Regions from separate parts of the Anser cygnoides genome. Here region 1 is linked to region 2. The links are chromatin contacts, called in public Hi-C maps. All regions are on one chromosome and are shown on one strand. The core of a region is the stretch at or near the end of the contact, and the rest is flanking DNA. Distances in the headings are between cores, read along the strand shown.

Region 1 (4,827 bases), core at 1,275-3,774, 33 kb before region 2:
TCACATTCTACCTCTACTGTCAAAAAGATGGAATTCCTCTGGGGTGAGCACAGTTATAGCAGCATAAAAATGCTTATGTTGTAGTATTTATACTGGTATGGCTTGTTCCTAGAAGGGATAGTATTACAGTGTGATTAGAGAAGGGAGATTTAATCGCCAACATTGTTTTAGATAGCCAATAGGAAAGAATGATGTTAAGCCTCCGGGTACCTGCACTGAAGATATGGAGTTTGTATTATCATGAGTGCGCGTGTAATGTACTCTCAGGTCCTTAGGGGATGGCATAATATCCTACTGTCCTGGTGAGACCAGAAAGGATCTCTTGTCTAAGAAAGCACCACTGACAGGAGCACGTGGGCAACACATAAACAGCCAGGTCCATTAATCCAGCATATTACCCTATCTCTTCTGTTAAAAGGTGGAAAAGGGGCAAGGGCTGGATATATTGGGTGTGCTACAAAGTCTCTCCCAGTGCTTCATTATCCATCAGGATTAAAGAACCTTGAAGCCTTGCTTCCAATATCAGGCCTTGGATAATTCATTTTCCTCCTCTCAGGGAAACTCTCTGCAGGAAGACTGACTACACAGAACGTGACCCGCAGATGAGCATAGTGAATGGGCAGTTTGCTGTGTTGCATGCTCAGTTTGTTCAGTTAGGTGACCTCTAGGGTCATGGTCCTTTTCCTTTCCCACCACAACCCCCTTTCCCTTTGGTTACCAACGACTACATGGGGAGTTACGGAGATACAAGTGGCTGAGCAGAAAAGTGGTAATAGCAACAAATCAATTTAAATATCCAACAAATATTTGTAAAAGCTATATGTAGCTGAAGCATATATTAGAATTTCATTTACAATAGTGTGTCCTGTCCTTTTCCTTACCCACTCTCAAATCTTTCTCACTTGGAAGCAGAACATCTTTATAATACAAAGACTGTTGCTTAGAAATTAAGGCTTAAGGCACCATGTTTCATCAAAAATTTAGTCAAAAATCCAGACTGTGAATAAGATGAAGAGTTAAACCAAAGCTATTGGGAATGCAACATATTAAGAGCTATGCCAGGTCAGAAATGACTCTAGGTTTCATAACAACAGAAGAAAACTCAGGACTGGTAGAAATATCTGTCTAGTCATTTTGGAACACTGGCTCAAACATAACTGTGTTGTGCTGGTGTCTGAGAGCAGCACTCAGAGTAACTGAGAAGCAGCTGCGAGAAGGAGGGCAGCTATCTGCTTTGGTTTTGCTTTCCAAACAGAGTAACGTGGAGACCTTGAAAAAAAATACTATGTTCTTGTATTTTCTTCTTAATTTAATTCTTGAACATGTGGTGATTTGGGGGTTACAGAGCGTCATTCTGATACTCGGGGTTTGTGTCACGCTCCTGCTTCTGCCCCAGCACCTCCAATGTGAACTTGGTAAATGAACTTGCAGGTGATGTTCTGAAATGACCGCGGATTCCAGTTCCCATATGTCCTGGATGTGTGCTAGTTGACACACATCCTTTGTTGTTCTGTTCCTTTGCTTGATTTAGAAACAAAGAGGTGTAAGGGGTACGGTGCACGCAGGGAGAAGATAACGAAGATAATGATACAGAGAAGCCTTATGTAATTTTTGCATTTCAACTTCCTGATTTTTTTTTTCAGCCCTGCGAACTGCTCTCGCTTGCATTTTGGGTGAAATAGCTGCGTGAAAGCCTGGCGAGCGCTGTCGGGAATACGCCTGCCGGCTGGTAACGTGCTTCGGTGAGGCCCCTGGAGCGCAGCCGCAGGGGCGCTGCGCGGAGCATTCCCCTGGTGCCTGCATCCAACACCTGGCGCTGCCCCCGCTCGGAAAATGGAGGCCTGCTTCTGCTTCGCGGCCTCGGGGAAGGCGAGCGGAGCACATTTAGCTCCCCGAGCAGCCCGGGCACGGGAGCTAACGCGTGACAGAGCGGCCCGCTCCCCGTTCCCTGCGGCCAGCCCGCAGCCGAGGGAGGATCCCTGGGGACGAGAGGCGTCTCCCTGTACCCCCGCTGGGCTAACGGAGGTGGCACCGGGCCCTGCGGCAGCACCAGGCACCACGGCCTGGGGGCGAGCGCCAGGAGCCCTTGGTGGCCCACGCAGCCCCGCCGAGGGGCTTCAAGCGGCAGCAGGGGCCGAGGGGCCGGGCAGGCTCCTGGCGGCCCAGCCGGGGCAGGCTCCGCGGGCGGCCCGCGGGCACGGGGCAGGGTTTCTGCCCGGACCCCACCGGCAGGACCCCGCCGCCGCCCGGCCTCCGCGCACCCCACCCGCCCCCGCCCCAACGCAGCCTAACCCCGAGCGGGGGGGCGGGCCCACCGCCTCAGCTGGCACCTCCCGCAGCCTATCGCAGCGCTGCCCTCCGGCCCCTTCCCCCAATCAGGAGCGGCAGCTGAAGAGTGGGGGCGCCAAAGCCTCGGAGTGAATAAAACACCGGGGGCCCGTGGGCGGGGGGGAGGCGGGCTCGGCGCTTTGACGAGCAGCTCGGCGCACCAATCCGAGGGCAGAGCGGCGGGGAGGGCGGCCAATGGGACGCCGGGATGGGCGGGGGCGGGTGCAGCAGCGGCGGCGGGGCCGGGGGGGGGGCGGCGGCGGCGCTGCTCGGTGGCGGAGGGCGGCGGCTGAAGAGGCGGCGGCGGCGGGCGAGCAGGTGAGCGCCGCCGGACAGAGCTGAGCCGGGCCGGGTTGGGCCGGGCCGGATAGGGACGGCGGGGGGCGAAGCCTCAGGTGGGGGGGGAACCGGGGGAGAACCGGGGGGCGCCGCCCGGTCCCCGCCTCGGTGCAGGGGGCGGCGGGGAGGGCGCGGGTGGGGCCCCGCTGGGCGGCACAGGTGGGGCCGGCCCGCTGCGGAGCCCCCGCGGCGCTTCCGGGGCTGCCCCAGGCCGCCCCCGCGCCCCCGTTTGCCGCGGCGGGGTCCCCGCTGGGCGCTGCGGCTCCCCCGGGGCCGGGGGCTTTATGTAACGTGCTGTGAGCGCCGCGTAACGGGGCCCGGGGGGGCCGGGGGGCTCGGGGGGGGGGGGGGTTGCTGCTGTGTGCCTGCCCTGCCCTGCCCCGGTTCTGCTCCGTGCGCCTCGGCTCAGCCGTCAGGGCTGGGAGATGCTCCCGGCTCCGAACAATGTCCGATTGTCGCCTCCCAGCGCGGCTCTGGTTGGGTTTTCTGGTGGTTTTCCTCATTTTTCGGTCTTCCTGCCTCTCCGGCGAGGCTGCTGAATGAGAGGGTAAAATGGAAGGCGCAGTCATGCTGCTTGGCCATAATACTACTCCAGCCGTGGCTTGTAGAGAAAAGGGTAAATATTTAAATGGGCTTCTGACTCATCGCTTCTATTTGACTTATTGATCCATGGTTACTGCTGAAATGGGCTTTATGCTTATGCAGAAGTTAATTGTTGCCATAGAGAAATGGTATTGTTTTTCGGCTCATTAGTGTGTGTTTTCCATTTCTTCATCTCTTGGCAATCCTCGCTGGACGTGCTGCTTTTTCTTCCCCCTAGCGAAAATCTCATGGAGGAAATAAAAAATGATGCGAGTAAAGTCCAAAAAAATGAGTCCGTGTTCATCCTTGTTGGTGATTCTCTGATTATTTTCATAGCTGGAGTTATCCTACAGCAAGCTCTGTTTCATCTGTAATTGCATAAAGCCTTGGTTTTAAGCCTCAGCAAAACTTTGATTTGTAGAGCTCTAAGCAGAACACGTCAAAGAACCTTTTTTCCCTAAAGCTTAAACAAGAGATGCAATTCAAATCAAACATTTATTATGCTTATTAGCTGTCTTTCTTTTCTTTTTCCCAGCCTGGGAATTACTTCCCTGTGTTTATTACTTAAACGTGTGGAAGCTGAAGGTGCGTGTAAACTAGACAGCAGACAAGTTTATCTTCTTACTCTGGTGTTGTTAAACCTTCTGGTATTGTATTAGTATCTGACAGCATTACATGTTTAGGAAAAAGAGCAACAACCCAACGAGCTACACCGGGCTCTCAAAACTCCCAGGACTTCCCAGCACTATGTTTTGTAGTGCAATACAGCTGCTTGGTGCTGGAAAGCTCTTTTCGTACTTTTCTTTCCTACCATAATGAGAGTGGTGGGTTTAAAAACTTGCTGAAATAAGTCAGTGCAAAAGTGCTTGCCTCCCCAGTAACAGGGGCTAGGAGGAATACAAATGTTGTGGGGTTTTAGTCGCATTTTTTTAACAGCTTGTTACAACACTGTACAGGATTCTTCAATTCTGCCTGTAGCTGCTTTCCACTACCAATATTGGTGGAGCTGCATAATACTTAAAATCCAGCATTTTTCCCTAACGCAATAAAAAAGTAGATCTCCTGCACTTCAGGAATGCTGTTCTACAGCATCTCTAAGGTAAGAGGTTCTTGTGGCAGCCTAAGCTCGTGTAATTGCCAACTTTTGGGGTCCTATTGTGCTTATTTCACTCATCTGACACTCTGACCTTGTTTGTTTTTATTTTAGGGAGGGATTAAACGTTATTTATTCTGCTTGCTTATCAAGCAAGCATGGTTTAAGCTAATATGAAATCGTGGCTTTAGTCTTGCTTTTGGAGTCTATGATTGACTGGCGAACACATTAAAATAATAGATACTTCTTCAGTCCAGGGATCTGGATCTTTAATAACTGACACTACAGCATATTGTCTTTCCTTTTCTGCAGAACACCAAGTGTAAAGTCTATCAAGCTAAGACTTTAACATGTCCTCCACAGCCATGTTACTGCACTACCACCAGAGCAGCTTTGATTTCTCTGGCAATGCTTTCCCCCAAAAGAGCTATTATTCTCTGTCACTCCCTCTTTGCTGATCCAGCTGAGAATGGTGGTACAGAAAA
Region 2 (4,797 bases), core at 307-2,806:
ACATGATCTTAGCAGAGTTGGCTTCTCATTTAAAATAGGGGCACAATGCAATGTGTGAACCGTAGCGTTGCAAGTATGTAGGAGGTCCAGGAAATTTATAAAAATTCACCTGAAGGTGTCTGATAAACTTTGCTCAACCTGAAATTGGTCCTCGAAAGCTAAAGTTTTCACTTAAATCTTGCTCAGTGCAATTTAAACTGAACCCTAAACATACAGTGAAAACAAAACAAATTTCTAGCAACTCTTTGAAGTGATTTTTTTTGTTGTTGTTGCTGCAAGCTTGTACAAAGCCCAAGTACCAGCTTGTACCTTAACTGTACTTTGTAAAAATGTATTTATGGATCTCCTCCATATACTAACATTTTATCACTGTTTATAGTAACATCTGTGAATGTAGCAATTTTAGTTTCTGAAAAAACAGGTCTTTAATCTTATTTTGCTTTATTGTAAAGAATGTATATATTATCAGGAATTAAACTGGAATTTAAATCTTCACATAATCCAGACTGAATAAACCACCTGTAATTTGCTTTGTCATTGTGTAAAAAGCACAGTATATAAGTGCATTTCACAGTTTGATTAAGGATTTAATATCAGCAAGCTCAAATTTGATTCAGTGATTTGGCTCTGTTTTACTGTCTGTAACTTATACAGTTTTTTGGTATTTGATAAAATGTTATTCTGTTCCTCAAAAATTCGTAGCTGTCGTTTTAATCCAATGTTGAAAACTCAGGTAATGTGTTTTATCTAATGCATTAAAAACTTGAACTGTAAAAAAAAAAAAAAATAACTACTTGAGATATCATCTGCCAGCTTTTTTCATTCCCCATCTCAGTTTCAAATGCAGCCATCTAGAAATGCAAACTGATGGCTGTCGCTTGCTGATTGAACTAAACACAAGAGCAAGGCTCATCCAACTCTCATTCAAGTAAACATTCTAAAGGTTTGTAGCACTAAAACACAACTCACTAAATGAAACTTTTTTTGTGGTTCTCAGTAGAAGCTTTCCTAAAAATAAATAAAAATAAAAAAGGGTGTTGTTTTGCATATTTCCTTAATGCTGTTTATTTGCATAGGCTTCAAGAAAAAGGCAGAGATTAGTACACACACCATCCTCGGGAGAAAGGGTAACTAAATATCAAGTTCTACTATTTAAAAACACATTAAAACTACATTTAACGTAGTCGATCAAGTAGTTGTGGACAGTCTTTTTTGTAATTGTGTACTTGAAGATAGATTCTCTGATAAGGAAAGCAGTAATTTTACCTAGGGGGAGGAATGAGTAAAAATAAATATTGCCAGTTCACTTATGAGCCCTGCAGCTTGTTACTGACCTATCGAACAGCTTGTTCTGTCAGGACTTGGTGCCAGAATTCAGGAACAGGAAAAATAAGCTTGATCAAAATACTTGTTCCTTACTTGTTCCTTATGTCTTAGTCATCTCCTTGCAGGTCTGAGGACCTACTCCTAAAAAAAGAAATGCATAAAAAGTCATAAAAGCATACAAAAAACCACCATCTTTCTTAAACAGAGGAATACAGTTTTCTTAGCGAGCAGTCCTGGGCTATGTTTTGATAAATTCTTAATCTCTATATTGGAGGAATAGCAAATAAATATTTTGTTCTGCTAAGCCAATTTCAGGAAACACGTAACATCATAACAGACTGGTAATAAACGAAAGCTTTCACATTAAAACATCCCCTACAGAGCTTAACAAATATATTGTTCCTACTGTTCACTGGGATTTCTGAAGTGGGCAGTACTTGCCTTCATGTTCTTAGGCAATAATTATTTTTTTGGAAGTCTAAGTAGCTAGCAAAACTACTTATTATCCTGATCTCCAAATTTGCCCACTTGTACTGCTTTCCTGACAGGATGTTTTGAAGGACAGTGTGTCCCTCCCTTTTGGTCAAGGCAGGACAGGGAACGGATCCTCATCCTTAAGAACTGGAGCCATTTTAAACAATGATGCACCTTTGATATGTGATTGTCTGAAGAGATGAGCGGTATCAGCTAGAACACTTCCTCATATTGTTGCTTACTCAGAAGCACGTCACTCCGAAGGTCTCAAATCTTTACAAAGTCCATGTTGTAATCTGGAATGTGCGCAAAGCTGTAATTTATGAAAGCTCGATTTCTTGAAGACCTTTGTACTAGTCAGTTTAAAGCTCTATGCTTGCTTTGCAACTACAGTTTAGCAGGTTGATTTGCTGTGTGACACGGCCATTTTAAGCGTAGCAGGATTAATGTTGATTTTTTTCAAATCATGACTAATTTACGTAGTCCATACAGGCTGACTTGTGAACAGCTTCATAGTAGAATTAGAGGGTTAAGGGTTTTGTATGCTTTACTCTTAAAATATGTGTTTTTTGCTGAAACCCTCATCATGAACTTACTGCCGAGCACCTCCCTTCTGTTGTCATGATGGAGATGTGTGTTGGTGCTAAGCAGGCACTGCTGCTGGATTACTTGGATTATTACTGCTTATTACATAGGTTTCCTAATTTGAAGCAGCGTCACCAGTTTAATTTCAGTGACATGGATGTAACATTTCAAGAACTACTGGACATAAGGAATGCTGGAGGTGTCGTGCCAGCTAATGAACGTCAGGCTTACTTGCTCATACATCTGCACACTGCTTTCTGAGCCAGCAGTTGAATGGCTTTCTTACGCATAGCGTTCTGCTGCGGGGGTGTTGGAATAGAAAACCTGTCCTGAAAATATTCCTCAAAAAAGCTGAATCCCATTTTGCCTGTGACATATAACAGGCTCTCAGATGAGGAGGAGGAGGAGCTGTCTTTGCAAAAATGGTGAAACTTTGTGGGGGATTGTTATGCTATGTTTTTTCCCCTAAATTTTGTATGTAAATCTGATAGCTGGTTATAATTAAAAGGGCTGCAAGAATATCTAATGGTATTTTGATAAGTGGTTAGCTCTTTTAGGAGTGGTGTTGCGGTTGAATATCAATTTTTGTAAGAGGTTAGGTTTTTCATGTGGGGAAAAAAAGCTGCTCAATTCAGGCAGTAGACAATAATGTCCTTTGAAGCATAAAAACATTGTTGATACAAAGCTATAGATTTCCTTCAAAGCAGAAGGTTTCACTATTGATGCTTACTAGGAATTTAGGATTTAATTAAGTTGCTGACTTGCAGAAAGCCACATGCTGGCCTAAGCTAACGTATAGAATTCTAATAGAAAAGGGATGCAGAAAATAATAACAGCTAGAAGTTTCATCAGGGATTATCATGACTTTCTAAGTAATTCTAGGTAAATTAGAAATAATTCTGGTGCACTTGTGGCTGCTGTAAAGCAAATATTTTCCCTTTAAATGGAAGTGGGCAAAGGATAGGAGAGGAAACCATGGGAGACAGGATGGGTAGGCTATTTGGATTGCTTTTAATATTCACAGCATAGTGGTGTGTTGGCTACTGTGATGAAAACTTTCTGTTAGTACCTTCAGGGAAATGGGGAAGAAGGGATTATAGCTGTGACTTTCCTACTGAGTCTTTAATTTTGCTTTGTACAGAAGTGAAGAGGACAATTGTCCATGACTGGGCTATTCTGAATATAAATGTGATGTTGCCTTTCACTTACTGGATTGATACTTTTTTTTTTTTTTTAAGCTGAGAAGTGCTTTCTATCCTCTGCTGTTTTTAATGGAAAGGAAAATAGAGATGAAAGAACTCTCTCGAGCCTGGAGCTTGCACAGAGGCCCTTCGCTCTGCGTCCTCCCGTCACGTGGGTTGCTGAGGTGACCAAAGGCAGCCCGCGTAGCGCTGAGGTGTGAGGGCCCAGCGGAGCCTCCTCTGCTGCGTTCCCTGCAGCGCTGGGTGCTCTGAAGACCTTTGTCTTCACCGTAACGTACGTGCAATACCAGTCCAAGTTCTCCTTTAACCCATAACCCCAAGCATGATAGCAATTTGGATTGATTTAATTCAGGCAGCCTTTTTATGTGGGGGTGAAGGGAGTGAGATAGCAGCTTAAGAGCTCAGCATTATTCCGCAGTGAAGCGTTAGGTTACAAGTCAAGTGAGGTAGAAGTCTGGCCCTAATGTACCTTTTGCTAGTAATATCAGCACTTTGGATGCCTCAGGTCTGGTATAAAGTTCTTTTACCCTCACGTTTGCCTATAGGATATTTCTCTCTGAGCGAACGTGTTCTAAGCATACCACTTTGGTATATGTTTAAATAGTAATTGGTGCTGGGGGTGGGTATTTCCTGATACTTAATGATGATTTAAAAGAGTTAGTCATCAGTGGTCAGGAAATACCAACTCCAGATTAGACCGAGTTCAGTTATCTTAAAAATGTTTTAAAGGTATTTCAGTGTCCATCTAAATGTGGTATGTTGTCAGAGACATAGTGTGCATAATGGCATCTTGTTCTGGTGTTTAATTATAGAATAAGTAGTGGAATGCGGGTACTGTGTGCTTTATATTGTTTTGGAGTAGTTGCCACTACTTCCCCAGCTTTTGGGAAGTGGTCACACTGTGTTGCCTAAAACTTGGCTTAAATTCTGTAACTGTGAGATTTCCTTTTAGATTCTCAAATTAAAGAATACTTGCAACCTCCCCCCTCCCTTGGCAATCACAATGGCAGTCTATATGTAAGTAATACAGGACACTTCAGTTCAAGTTCAAAACTTTCCTTTGAGGTTGACCAGGTACCTTCCGCTGTGCCCATGGCAGCAATCATTTTGTGAACCCTGCAGGAAGGATTTTTTTCCTCAAGCCTTATGGATTGTTTTATGCCCTGCTGATGCTTACTTACAGCAATGTACGTTCTTCAGTTTATAGATT

What was found. A called contact is a pair of places that touch in the nucleus more often than the background predicts.
Region 1: a contact with region 2 is called in a Hi-C map of liver, with 2.3 times the contacts expected there. The contact joins the promoter of NUMB here to the enhancer-like site in region 2. A contact is called at or near these places in 2 of 7 Hi-C or Micro-C datasets (both in liver).

The regions. Positions count from the first base shown.
Region 1 is chr5:31,603,775-31,608,601 of Taihu_goose_T2T_genome, reverse strand. It overlaps NUMB (NUMB endocytic adaptor protein), which reads left to right and starts at 2,524. Exons shown (of 12, transcript XM_066998693.1): 1 at 2,524-2,646.
Region 2 is chr5:31,570,065-31,574,861 of Taihu_goose_T2T_genome, reverse strand. All of the region lies in intron 1 of NUMB (NUMB endocytic adaptor protein), which reads left to right. Among named protein-coding and RNA genes, the nearest start is that of NUMB, 34 kb to the left of the region's middle. Within about 2 kb of position 1,556, at least 1 of the 3 cell types and tissues checked has open chromatin away from gene starts, as enhancers often do. A contact at or near this core is called in liver, where this site is marked.